Linked DNA regions of Sus scrofa: region 1 is linked to region 2. A link is a contact called in public promoter capture Hi-C data. All regions are on one chromosome and are shown on one strand. The core of a region is the stretch at or near the end of the contact, and the rest is flanking DNA. Distances in the headings are between cores, read along the strand shown.

Region 1 (6,898 bases), core at 1,292-3,791, 44 kb before region 2:
GATATAGGCTGGGTAGCTGCAGCTCAATTCAACCCCTAGACTGGGATCTTCCTTATACCGTGGGCTTAAAAATAAAATGAAACAAAACAAACAAATGAACCAGAAAAAAAATCATGAAGACATTGATAAAAGGAAAACACAAGTACCTATCTTAATATTAGATACAGTTGACTTCACACCAAAGAAAATTACCAGAGACAGAGAGAGGTATATAAATATATATATCAGTATATTAAAATATATATACTGATATATATATTTATGTATTTATTTATATGTCATTATATTATATATATATATATATATATATAAAATGATATAAGAGTCAACCCACCAAGAAAACATGGCATTCTTTTTTTTTTTTTTATGTCTTTTAGCCTTTTCTTGGGCGGCTCCCGAGGCATATGGAGGTTCCCAGGCTAGGGGTCTAATAAGAGCTGTAGCCACCAGCCTGCGCCAGAGCCACAGCAACGCAGGATCTGAGCCGCGTCTGTAACCTACACCACAGCTCACCGCAACGCCAGATCGTTTTTTCGGGAACTCCGAAAACATGGCATTCTTAAATGTACAAGCACAAGCAACAAAGTGGAAAATTTGTGAAGCAAACCTGTTAGAACTAAAAGGAGAAATAGACAAATCTAAAATTATAGTTAGAGACTCTCAACAATTTAAAGAACAATCAGCCTGGGTAAGGAAGAACTCAACTGGAGTTCGCATCGTGGCGCAGTGGTTAACGAATCCGACTAGGAACCATGAGGTTGTGGGTTCGATCCCTACCCTTGCTCAGTGGGTCGTGAACTGTGGTGTAGATCGCAGACGCGGCTTGGATCCAGCGTTGCTGTGGCTCTGGCGTAGGCCGGTGGCTGCAGCTCCAATTCAACCCCTAGTCTGGAAACCTCCATATGCCACGGGAGCGGCCCAAGAAATAGCAAAAAAAGACAAAAAAAAAAAAAAAAAAAAAAAGGAAGAACTCAACAAAGTCATCAACCAATAGCATTTAATAAAAACTTAGAGAACATGCCACCCAATAACAGAACACACATTCCTTTTGAGCACTCATAGAACGTACTTCTCTTAACAGCTTTAGGTTTTTACTGCCTGGGAATTTCTGGTTTAGCTGGTCAGATGCTGTTTTCTCCCTGCTATTTCCGAGCATCCCCTTAAATCGTCACTGATGGTCTCTGGATCTGTACTTACCCAGACCACAAAAAAGCTTCCAGGGACTTCGTAGTCCTGGTTTCCTGATGGGAAGTAAAAGTAGCGCAATACAAATTTATATCACCTTTTCTTTAATTCTACTTTTGTCCTTCCAGAACACTTTCTCCTCATTCTCACTCCTTTCTTTCACATTGAGGCACTTTTACGTTGACGTACACCTTGCCTCCTATTGCACTATCTCCCTCACGTAACAGGTGTCATGGAAAAAGGTGGGGCTTTTTTTGTCTTAGTTCAGTTGGGATTTTTGCCCAACTAAATTCTAAATACAAGTTTCCCCTCTGCTAAACAGGTAGCTGGGGCAAATTGTTCAAATTCCCTAAGCCTTGTCATTTATAGAATGAGAATAACAATGGCTCCTGTTAGGGTTAGTTGAGGTATCCTTAACTTTCTCTTTTGTCTTTCAAACCCTAAAATTCCATGTTTTAATATTGGACTTAGAAGAAAGGCTTACTAGAGATTGCGGAAAATACCCTGAGGAGGTTTCTGAGCAAGGGGACCAGGAAGAACAAAGTTCAGAGGTAGCCTCAAGCCTGGTGATTTTGGAAGCTGTTAGAGGAGTATGCATTGTATTCAGAACTTGGTAAGGAGGGAAATAAGGGTAGAGGGGTGAATATGATTTGGAAAGTACTTGCTATGGGAGAAAAGACAGGTGTTATTCAAGAGCAGGTAAGAAACAGAGAGGAAAGCAAACCTTCCAAAGCAAAAACGATCATATGATATTATGAAGTTTCATAATCCCAGTTCTTAGCACTTAATCTACTTTGATTTTTTTGTTATCTTATCCTGTATTTTGATCATATGGATTCACTGCCTTATGTGGTTGCAACTTTAGCAAATCAAAGTGTGTATTTTCTGGAAAAATTAATATGTAATCCTGATATCAATCTGCCTTTTTAGTCAGAAGCCTCCCATTTTAGATTTTTTTTTCACATTGACTATTGATGATCAAAATAACCAACTCTAGCTTATTTCCGTCATAGAAACCCTGTGAAATAAATCAATTTAGCATGTATCTTCCTGATGTCTAGTAACGTGAAAGAAGGTCAGAAAAACCACATTTGCTCTCTACGTAGACGATGTTAATCCATCATTTCTCAAATTGCTGCATCCGTTTGGACTGTGTCCATTAGCAGAGAGGCTTGACTTGAGCAGTAACTAGTGTGTGGCCAGTGGCCGGCATGCGTCACTTTGGGCCAGCAGGGGGCGGGAAAGCACCGGCTCGAGTAGTCAGGGGGCGTGGCTCTGCATCCGTGACGGACAGCTGAGGACGCGAAGATGAGGTAATAACCACAGCAGGGAGAGCGTGCAGGCTGTGGGCGCGCGTGTGTGCGAGCGTGAGTGTGCAAGACACTGCGTGTCTCGGAGCTAGCGGTACGGACACTGATCACAGTGCATGAAAAAAAAAAGAAAGAAAGAAAGAAAGAAAAAGAAAAGAAAAAGGGAAATTCCATTTCTGAGAGGGAGGCTGCAAAGTTGCGCCCGGCCGCAACTGGAGTCCCGGGGCCTGGTCCTGCTGGGTCGCTTTTCCTCGTCTAGGGATTGGGGAAACCCCGCAGGCGCGGCTTTACGGTGGAGCCCAGTTTGGGAGGGCCAATTCGTTCTGGAAGAGGCTGAGCAGAGCCACAGGGAGGGGGAGCTCTCGCCCAGGCGGCGACAGCGGAACTTGCAGCGAAAGGGTGCGGAGGGAGGGGAACGAGGGAAGGGGAGGAGGGCTCAGCGTGCCATTCCAAGCGCGATCGCGCCACGAGATCCCACCCCGGCGACTGCAGAGCCCAAGGCGCAACTGGTGCGAGGGCTAGATCCTCGCCTCGCGGTCTGCTCCAGATTGCGGCCGCCTGGGTTCCGGCTGCGCGCCTGCCAGGTGGTTTTGCAAGGCGGGGGTCCATTTGCCGAGAGCCGGACATTTGCATGAAGCGACTAGACCCCACGGAGCAGCGGCAGCAGCAGCGGACCGGGGCGGCGGCGGCGGCGGCGCGCGGTCGGAGCCAGGCGGCCCCGGTCTCCGGGCCCCGGTGGATGCGCGTCTGGGGAGCGGCCCATGGGCCGGAGTTGAGGCTGCCTGGGGTGTCGGGGCGCGGGGCTGGGGGCGCGGTCGAGGCCCGGAGGCGGCGGCGCAGGAGGAAGCGGAGGAGGGAGGGCGCGCCGGCCCTGGGAGGGTGGCAGCGCAGCGCTGCCGCCGCCGCCGCCGCAGCCCCGGGCTCGCCATGCTCCTGGCCTCGGCCGTGGTGGTCTGGGAATGGCTGAACGAGCACGGCCGCTGGCGTCCCTACAGCCCGGCCGTGAGCCACCACATCGAGGCGGTGGTCCGCGCCGGCCCCCGCGCCGGGGGCAGCGTGGTGCTGGGCCAGGTGGACAGCCGTCTCGCGCCCTACATCATCGACCTGCAGTCCATGAACCAGTTTCGCCAGGACACCGGTGAGCCGGCCGCCCCTGCCCCGCCCGCGCCACCTCCCCTGCCTGCCCTGAGATCTCCCGCCTCTCAAGCCCCACCGGGGCCCACCCCGGCCCTCACTTCCATACAGTCGTGTCGCCCAGAGGTTGTCGTGGAGAGGGCGCTTTCCTCCCCTTGATCCTCTTAAGATACTCCGTGCAATAAACATCCATGCAAATAGTATCAGCGGTTTGGTTATGCAAACCGAGCTTCAACCTAGCCCCTAAGAAATCCCCTTTCACGGTGCCTTTAAAGCGCTTGGTGGCCCGAAGTCCTCTCTTGCAGAAATTCTGGGGCCCGCACCAGCCCACTAGCGAGCCCAGCCGCCAAGAAAGGCATCTTGCTCTCATCCCCACTAATCACGTTGGCTGACCCTGCTTTGCCTCAGGCACCCGTTGGCCTGCCGAGGGTTCCCCTGGAAACCCACCTCACTGCCTCTTCATCCCCCCCCACCCCCTACCGTGTGGGATGCCTTCTCACTGCTGCATCCTAGGTGGGAACTGGAAGGCGGGGGTAGGAGGGAGGGGAGGAAGAAGGGATGATTCCCTAGAGGCCTTCAGCTGGGGGGGGGGGCGGGGGCGGGGGGGGGGGGGAGAGTCTTCTTGGCTGGGGAGATGGAGTTAGGGGATTCCAGGGCAGGAAACGCCCTGGTAGCTGTGGCATTGGTGAGTGCCTCTGGTGGGGCACTCCTAGCGCTGAAGCAACAGGCCAGAGCAGATGGAGAGAGGAGGGGGAGGGACACAGCTCCGGAATGCCTGGCAGGGAAGCCGCTCCCTTTGTCCATGGTGGAGGAGGAGGAGGTGGTAGATTCCTAAGGAGAAACTGTCCCCAAGCTTCCTCCTGAAATGGTCCCTTCTGGGGGAACAGTAAACTATCTTTTGGTGAGAATCAAGTTGCCACCGTGGACACCACAAATCCCACTTCCCCGCTGGTCAGCCTTTCTGGGTCTGAACAAGGAAGAGAGCCTGCAGGATGGAGGTTGGGGCGGTGGGTCATTGGCAGGAGGAGGGGTGTGGGGAGCTGCATCGCTTTGCTTGGTACCCAGGTTTAATTGACCTGGGACAAGTCTATCTCTCCAGTAGTCTTTTCACAGAAGTGGCGGTTTGTTTCTGGAATTCTGGCTGGCTTTCCCTAGAGTGTCACTGAGGAGCCTGGAGAGGCAGGTGTGGAGGGGAGGGAGCAGAGAGGATGACTGGGAGAGTCTCAGAGGGTCAGAGAACAGCTGTTGGAGCAGGGCATCTCTGCCTCCTTGGAAAGCCCCCACATCCTGTGTGTTAATTAGGATTGTCATGGGAAAGGGGTATCTTTCCACCCTCATGTCTCCATCTTTAGTCATAACTCCCAACAACCTCTTTGCCAAGGACTTTGCAGACACTGGCCGATTGAGTAAAGCTTTCTGGGGAAAGGGTTCCAGAAGCATTGGCATCTGGAGGGGCTCAAACCTTGGTGGGGAAGGGAGGGAGGTGGGGCTGAGAGAGGCTGGGAGAGGAGGGAAAAGGAAGACTGTGGGGAGACTGAGAAAGGATGAAGCCTGGCGGGGAGGGTTGGGGGAGGATGCAACTATACTTTGGGTAGAAGTCCAAAGAGGTGAGGATTGAGGCGTCAAACTCGGGGGGAGCGGGAGTCTGGCCCTGCAGCTGGGACCAGAGGGACACTTCCAGTCAAGGCAGTTGACAGGGGATTCCAATCCTACACAGGAAAAAAAAAAAAAAAGGGTGAGCATTAGCGTTTCTATTTCAGACTAAATCTCAGCAGCATATGGAGAGACACCTTGGTGACATAAAGGTCCCAGGCCTTGCCTTCATTTGGGAAGGGGAAAGGTTTGTGATTTTTTGTTTGTTTGCTTTTTTTTTTTTCTTTTTAGGACTGCACCTGAGGCATATGGAAGTTTCCAAGGCTAGGGGTCAAATCGAAGCCATACCTTTGACCTACTCCACGGTTTGCAACATCAAATCCTTAACCCATTGAGCAAGGCTAGAATCGAACTCGCATTGTTATGGATTCTTTGTTGGGTTCGTAACCAGCTGAGCCACAGCAGGAGCTCCTGGAAGGGGGAACGTTTAATCACTATTTAGGGATTAAGTCTGAGATGGGCTTGATACCTAGGAAGGGCCATGGCCTGAAGGGCCTTTCCTTTCCTACAGAAGTGAAGTTCTGGGAAATCTGGGTTGAAGGATGGGCACTTTTCCCCAGGCCTGGCCCCTCTTCTTGAGGACAGGCTGACCACTGCCTGGTGGTTTGCAGTTAAGTTGGAGGCTGAGGCTCCTCAGATCTTAGACCTCAGCTGACCCTGAATCTTTTTTTTTTTTTTTAAACTGCCTCAGTGTATGTTTTACTTTGTGTGTGTGTGTGTGTGTGTGTGTGTGTGTGTGTGTGTGTGTGTGTTTGCTTTCTAGGGCCACACCCAGGGCATATGGAAGTTTCCAGGCGAGGGGTCGAATTGCAGCAATGTGGGATCTGAGCTGCATCTGTGGCCACAACTCACGGGGCAATGCCAGATACTTAACCCACCGATCGATCGAGGCCAGGGATTAAACCCACATCCTCATGGATACTAGTTGGGTTCTTAACCTGCTGAGCCACAATGGGAACTCCTGTGTTTTACATTCTTGTCTGTCTTTGAGGCTAGCAGTTCCGACTGCTTTGGTTTCATCCACTCATTTCTAAGGGTTGGTCGGCCAGTGTGTACTGAGCGCCTCCGTCCTCAGTGCCAGGCCCTGTGCTGGGTGCGGAAGGCACTGGGCTGAATTCCCAGGAATGCTGGGTCTATCAGGGAGCTTGTCAAAGTTGAATAGAATCTCTGGGTTTCTGGGCTTGGAGCCCCCTCCTCTCTCTTTTCTGCTAACAGACACACAGTTCCTCTGAATATAACTCATTGATGAGGCCATGACAGGGTAGGAACTTTAAGCCACCGGCTCCCAGGCAACCTCGGCCAAGCCCTGGCAATGTCTAATTAAATTACCCCGTCCCCCAAGCCACAGTTTGATGCTGGGAACCAGAAACCTCCCCATCAACAAAGGAGAGCTGGAAGTCCCCTGCCCAGAGGCTAGTCTTCACTTTTTTGTTGTTGCCTCCTCTATGTGGGGACATTTCCTGACATGGGAGCTTTGTTTTTCTTCAGAAGTTGCCTGCCTTGCTGCCAAGTAAGTCCTCAGACTCTCCACTCCTCTGGGCTCTGACCCCATCCAGCCTGTCTCCAGGGAGATGGCTAGGAGGTTGCAGATACCCTCTGCCCACCTCTGCCCTGCG
Region 2 (7,199 bases), core at 1,511-4,010:
GAGCTGAAAAGCAGTAGCCAACCAGGACATCTGGGGGCTTTGTCCGCCTCTAGGAGCATGAAATCCAGACAGCTTTAAATAAACACAAAATAGTGGGAGGGTAACCCTTAATGGAAGGAAGTCTTACAGCTCATGAATTGGAGTCCATGGCTGACCTCCGATTAAATGCATCATCTCCGAATTCAAATGTTAACATCCTCCCTTGCTTCTTTATACACATAAGCATTCAGGTGAAGATACTTGATGAGGCACATAGAGAAAAGACACCACCCTCATGCTTTAGGCCCTAGGATGATGTTTGCTTAAGAAAAAAAAAAATCACCACCACTATCCAACCCTTCCTCCAACCTGGTCCACGTAGCTCTGTTCATTTCTTAGCCCAGAGACCTAAGAAAGTCACAAAGTTGTACCTGCTATTGGTTGCACTTAGGAAGGCAGACGTGAAGAAAGGAAAATGAAAGACACACGTGATGGGCTGGCTGGAGATGAGAGCATCTGTTTCCAGGGAGGACCTAGGCTGGACTCTGCTCCTGCCCTTGGTCAAGGGCGTCTCCAGTCACTGCAGCACCTGGAACCAAACTCTGCCTCTCATCCTGGACCGCCTGGTAGCCCCTGTTCTTGTACTTCCGGGTGCCATAGATGGCCAGGGCGATGACAGCTGCCAGGACGGTGGTGACCCCCAGTGTGACCCCAGCTGCTGCTCCTCCAGACAGGGCACTGCCATCCCCATGGATGACCTTCATGGCCCTGCGAAGCTCCAGCGGCTCTCCCAGCTTCCACCGGTGCGTCTGGGGATCTTTAATCCAGGAGCTGGCAGTCTCAGTATTTGTCACCATGACAGTGTTGGTGGCAGCCTGACTCATGAGGGGTGGTCGGGTGTAAGGTGGAAGCCTGGCAGGAGGTAGAAACCCTCCTGTAAAAAGCCCAGACTTGACACAGTAAGATACTTGGCACCCATCACTGATGAGGGCTAGGTGTTGGCTGAAACCCCCCGGACACTTTTTTAGAGAAGGCGCCCCTAAATCTCCAGATATGGCAGGATCCACCAGGGGGTTCCCGACCACACAGCTAAAGAACCCGCCAAAAGGGACTGAAAACTGGAATCCCAACTCGTAGTCCTGCGAGGCACATATCTTGAGGTTCTCAAAAAGTCTCAAGGGAAAATAGCCAGCTGGACACGACTGTGCGTTTGTCAAAGGGTTGATGCTCTTACTGCTGAAGAGGCCCCCAAAAAGTAGCCCTGAGTTTTCTGACACTTGGCCACTGGCCACACACCAAAAAGCCCTAAACTCAGCCTTGGCCACCCGGAACACATCTTCACACACCGTCTTGCAGAAAATGAGGAGAGTGCACTTCTGTGAACACTCCAGGCGGTTGTAACCCTCCTCATGGGTCTGGGTCAGCAGGCGGATGGGGGAGTAGCCAGAAGGGCAGGAGAAATCACCTGTGAGTGGATTCTTCTGCTCCAAGTTTTGGCAGAGTTGGACAAACTCATTCCCTGAGAGCTGGGTGCATTGCTGATAAACTCCACCAAAGGAGAAATTGGTCATTTTCCCCTCACAGGAGCCATCATCCACGTTGGCTTGGAAATTGAAGTTAGGCGAGTTGAGATCTGTGCAGCCAGGGTAGGTGTTGAAGGTGTAATAGCGTCTCACAGCTGTCTCCACCGTCTTTGACAGCTTTTTCACCAAGGGCCCTGGCAAGTCAGGCAGCCTGTCGGGGTTGATGAAGAAATGCAGAGGCAGGCCAGCACGGTCCACGGCCACCAGGTGGTTGGTGATGCCCTGCTGCCAGGCTTGGAGGGTGATGCCTGGGTAAAAAGGGAGCCCTCCGATGCTTTGCACCCTGGAGTTGGTTCGGTTGGAGAGGTAGTTCTTGGTGAAGTCATTCTGGGAGATGTAGCTCTCCTCAAGTTTGAAGTTCACGATGTTTAGGAAGGTGATTCCAGCAGATGAAGTCACAGCACTGTGGCTGCTCTGGCTGTCCTGGAGGAAGGAGGATCTGATGTGGTCCTCCTGAATGAGAGTAGCGCCCGCATCCACACTGGTGATGACATGGGTACCATAGTTGAGGACCAGGAGTTCCGCCAAGTAGGTGGCCATCCGTGTCTGGTTGTTCTCCAGACGTTCAGAGATGTCCATGAGCTCCTTTTTAAACCCCCAGCTTAGTTCTGCATCTGGGTTGATTTTGACCGTGTAGACCAGGTTTCTTAGCTGAACCTGGGTAGTCACAGCTTGATCCTTCACCTGGAGGCTCTTTATCCTCTGGAACTCAGGTGAGAACTTGCCATTGACTTTGGAAAAAAGAGAGAGCTCCATGTTGATGGAGTAAGAGGTGGTGCTCTGGTAATTGACCCAGGACTCAAGGATTTTTGAGTTCATCTCCAGGTTGCTCTGTTTCTGGGGAATGGTGAAGATCTCGTCAGGGACAATGTACTGTCCATCCTCTGTGGTCTTGCAGTGGGTGTACGTCAGGTCCATCACCCGTCCCATGTCCACATTCCGAAGATTATCCCAGCCACCTCCTGGTAGGACTTCCAGGACAGGTAGTTTTAAGGCATTCTTGCATTTTTGAAATCCAGCCTCAGCTGCCTCTCCCAGAGATGTGTCCGTTTTAGCCCACACTGCCACTGCCCAGATAAGGATGGCACCCCTGAAGCCGTTCATGGCTCAGACAGCCCCAGCCTGTCACGTCAGCCCTCAGCAACAGCCAGCGAGCTCTGTGCAGACTGAACTGCTTGGAAAGAAAGTCGTTGCTGAAACAAAAAGTTCAGCAGTTCTAAAGCCACTGGTTCCTCTTTAGGCTAGTCTAATCGCAAATGGGGAAATGAGAGTGAGTTGGAATACGAAGGTCCATCGATGTGTTGAAGAGCATTGTATTCTACTACATATGCGAATGCAGCCCCATATCCATAATCCTGAACTTCCCAGAGGTTCCCTACTTCCTTCAGCCCCAAGCTGGCTACTCTGCAGCAGTAGTGGACACTTAGAAAAAGTACAACCCCATGCTTTACTCTTAACTCCATGTGAGATTTCTGGCTTTGAAAGAAAGCTTGGATTTTGCTTTTTTTTGGTTCACTCTCTTGATATTTCAAATTTTCCCTACCTCCTCTCTCCTGGGACTTCAATACCAGTTTCCTTTTCCTGTGTGTAGGGGTTGGCAATAAGTTGGTGCCTATTGCTTTTATTGTTTCATTTCATTGTTAAGTTCGTGTAACCAGCATAGGTGCATCAAAATGAATGTAGCTCTTCATGACTCAAGTTTTCTAAGACAACAGCTCATTTGTTATATCATTAGGAGAAGAAAATTTCATGACTTTGCTTTTGTGTGCTAATGCTAAATCAGTGTAGGAAACTGCACGATTTAGAACAGTGTTTCTAGGCCATTGATCGAGAACCAGGCTTAACTGAAGCCCGGCTCTGTCAACTCTTTGGGACAACTCATACATTGAGTGGTACCCAGGGAATCCATAGGAGTTCACAGAAGCTCTCAATTGCACCCTCATGGTTCCCCAAATCATACCATGAACCAGAGGGAGTGCTGAGCCTGAAAAGATCACGTTTGAATTCACAGACAACCTGTATGCATTCTGAAAAGGTTTCAAGGAATTGTATTATAGCACATTATCACTGATGCAGCTGACAAGTGTGTGCAGAAATAATGAGGCCAGTTTCCCAGCTTCACAGGCAGAGCATCACTAATTATTCATAAAACCATGATGGTGTTCCGAAAACCCAGAAATACCATATTCTGGGTCTATTCATGCCTCAGTTATCATGCTCTGGGGAATTCATTTGCACTCAAGGGGGATTAATTAATGAACCAGTATCTGTTTTATATTTGGCTAGAGAAGCAAGTCTCTATGCAGTATGTCCTGGTTAATTTGTAAATCATTTAGCTATAAGTTTATAGCTCAGTAGAATGATCCTAGAATGAGAAAAATTAGAGTTGAATACCTTGCATATTTCCAAAAAGTCTGTTGAAATATCCACATACTTCCCTTCAAACTACTTCAGGGCTAGTTCATCAGAATCAGACAACTCTTACTGTTTCGGAGACCTACTGACAATTTCTTACTTTTTGCTTTTTTTTTTTAATAGATTGTGATGAGACCTCATTCTGATTTAATGAGAATGCAAGCAAAGTAAATATAGATAATTCTATATTCAAGTGTTCCTATATCTCTAAACACCTGGCCATTGTCTTTGGGGGACGCTGGTAACAGTTTTCCTCTTTATTTTTATCGTAGCAAAAAACTGAAAATAGCTAAAAGAGCCAACAAGAGTGAAATTATATCTCATCCATAAGACAAAATATTCGGCAGACATCCTAATTATATATTCAAAAGATTTTAATAACAAAGAAGATTCTTCAGCCTTAATGTTAAGTGACAAAAGCGTGATATACATTCAAGATGACCTCAGCTATGTACAAACATAATCAGGGGACCAGCCCATTGATGGCAATTATATCTAGTTGGTAGGCGTTATGAATTATTTAATTTTTTTCTTTTTTTCTTTGTTTGTTGTGTTTTCGGTAATGAGCGTGTTTTTACTCATTTTGACAATTTTTTATTGAGAATCTACTAAAATGCAGGGATAGATAACTGTTATTTTTGTACTCAGAAAAATAAGCAATAAATATACATTTAAAAAACAAAAGAAATCAAATATTTCTGGAATTTTCATATGCCAGGGCCTATGTTTTCTGTGCTCAAGGAAGTTCTCTTTTCAGTTCACAGAGAAACAATAAAAGAGGAAGTGCAAATGTTGGGAATTTCGGCTCAAATTAAATTTGCATGCCACCAGCAGGAATTGCTGCTCATAGCGGTCAGGTAGGAGGAAACGACCTATAGAAGTTTGACCAGAGCCCGCCACCCATTCCTTTCCCGCTCTACTCTGCTCACCAGTAATTTTTTCCACTATTTCTTGTGCTGAACTGCAGAAGCAACCGCATAAACCCTCCAGATGGCCACTTTCAAGGGCCTGGATCTAAAAGCTCCACTTTGGTCTTTAAAAGATAAAAGCAACTTTTCTACAAAAGTTATGCATCTGTGTGGCAGGAGAGTGATTTCACTTCCTCCAAAAAGATGTGAGAGGGAAGTCCCACGCCTGCTTTCTTTCTCAGTTTGAGCACGTGCAACTTTGAGACACCAGCTCATGCAGAGCCAAACCGTGATTCATGTCTGAGGTTCAGCTCTGCGGTCTTGGAGCTGGCCCATGAGTTCCTTACTTCTGCATTTCATCTGCACTCTGAAATGGGGGTGGTGGGGGAACGCTGGGCTGTGTTTGCTTATCCCCTGTCTAGGCTTATCCCCTCCCTTATTTTTAGTAGACATCAGGGAAACTGGGTTTAGTGGAAGTCTAAAAACTGAGGGTTGCATAAACCCAAAATGGATGAGAGACCCATGACTTTGAAAGAATCTAGAACAACTTGATTCTGGAAGATCCAGGAGGTATCAGTCACAACGTGATGGGATTTTCTTTTCGAAAGAGTTGATTGCTCACCTGATGTTCTTGGAATTGCTTTGTCAGCCCCTTCCCTTCAGAAACTGTCCTTCCCATCAGGACTCTTTGTATCCTGATCCCAAAAATCAGAACACAGTGGCTTCTTGATTCCTTTCCATCTTGCGGGTAACAGCAGATGGCCCATGGGAAATTCTACATATTCCCACTAAACAGTCCAGACGTTGGCAGACTTGGCCATCTCATTTCTTTCCTCTATTAGCATTTGTCCCTCACATTTTTTTCTAATTCTTTTTCTCCTCATCAACTTTCCCTTTCTGCTCCTTTTTTTTTTCCCCTTTGCTGTTTCCATATTTAGGTTTAGAGGATGCAAGTCTGTGATTTAAGGTGATACTTCCACTCTACTGAAGAAGGAACTTGATGCGGCAAAGATGTCATTTTTAGGCTGTACCACCCCTGGTCCATGCCATGGAAGACATCACTAATCAATCACTCCATTCTTTTCCACTGAGCTCTGGGACTGCCTCAGGATCATTCTCAGCACAGTTCATCCACCCCTTAAATAAATGCTTATTGAGCATCTTTTGTCAGGGACCCATTGTCAGTATACATTTTTGGAGTAGCCAAAGTCAAAACTTTATACTTTTTTAAGAGTCTATTTGATGCAGGGTGAGCTCTTGGACCACTGCTTCCTTTTCTTCTACTCTCCGAGTTAAACTCCACTGGATTGAGCCGTTAGGACCACTTCCCCTTCTGCATCTGCTTTCAGGTTTCCTAATGACGCCAGTCTAATATAAAGAGTGGCTCTTGAATTCTCCTTCAGCAGAAAACAACTAAACAGAGAGCTTTGCCCTCAATAGAACTGTGAGCACAGTGGAAATTCTTTCAGGTCCTCTTGCCTTAGTTCCCGGGTCCTTCCTGTCGTGTAACTTCCCCTTTGAGGAGAATTTGAGTAAAATAAGTAACTGGGTGGCATCTGATCTCTCTGGGTTAACCGCTGGTAGAGAGCATATTTCTATACTTGTAACACAAAACCAATCTAGCATTCAATCTTTCACTCTTTCATAGTAGGATCTTCAGATGGACTTGAGTAGGGGCAAAGAAAAAACACCACCATTTTTCTTTCTACCTGAAATAACCATGAAAACAAGTGAGTTATGGGAGGTGGTTCTTCTGTCAGGGAACGATGCAGAATTGAGAGCTCCTTTAAATATGCTATTGTTTTTGTGACTTTTTTTGGTGATCTACATATGAGAATAAGATCATGGGCTGGCTTGTGAGTCCATTCAGTTTCTTGGCTTTGTTCTGCTTTGTTTAGTCACTCGAAGTATCTTGTGAAGTAAAATTCATATTTTATGGCAAGACAAGAAAAATGTAAACATAAAAATTCTTCTCTGGTCTTTGACCTGCTCTCTCCCCTCACTGCCCATTGTGTATCTGCATTATGCATTGACCAGAACTCCCCCATTGGCAGGTGTACCTACTCAACCATAAAGAGCAACATTATCCTAGCATTAACAAGACAGCTCCTTAAAAGATAACTCTCCTTCTTGATCTCGTAAGGGGTCACGTGATCCACCCTGATAATGCTCAGATCTGGATTATGTGAACCATCAATACATCATTTGATGCACAGCCCTCTGTCACAAAAACTTACATAACTGTGCCTTGACTTCTAACGTGTGAACAGTTCTCAGAGCTTTCTAAGATGCTCTTCCTGGGTTATAATCCTCA

Evidence for each region. Promoter capture Hi-C pulls out the DNA fragments that hold promoters and counts their contacts.
Region 1: a contact with region 2 is called in a promoter capture Hi-C map of fetal skeletal muscle, with 5 times the contacts expected there. The contact joins the promoter of DTX4 here to the promoter of MPEG1 in region 2. A contact is called at or near these places in 4 of 5 promoter capture datasets (fetal liver, fetal skeletal muscle, liver and 1 more), 25 of 47 Hi-C or Micro-C datasets (adipose tissue, alveolar macrophages, brain and 14 more) and 2 of 2 datasets of contacts at active chromatin or transcription factors (alveolar macrophages and skeletal muscle).

What each region holds. Positions count from the first base shown.
Region 1 is chr2:12,233,527-12,240,424 of Sscrofa11.1, reverse strand. DTX4 (E3 ubiquitin-protein ligase DTX4) reads left to right here and starts at 2,541. Exons shown (of 9, transcript XM_013994298.2): 1 at 2,541-2,589.
Region 2 is chr2:12,189,864-12,197,062 of Sscrofa11.1, reverse strand. MPEG1 (macrophage expressed 1) reads right to left here and starts at 2,760. Exons shown (of 1, transcript NM_001267892.1): 1 at 469-2,760. The coding sequence starts at 2,666. The coding sequence ends at 513.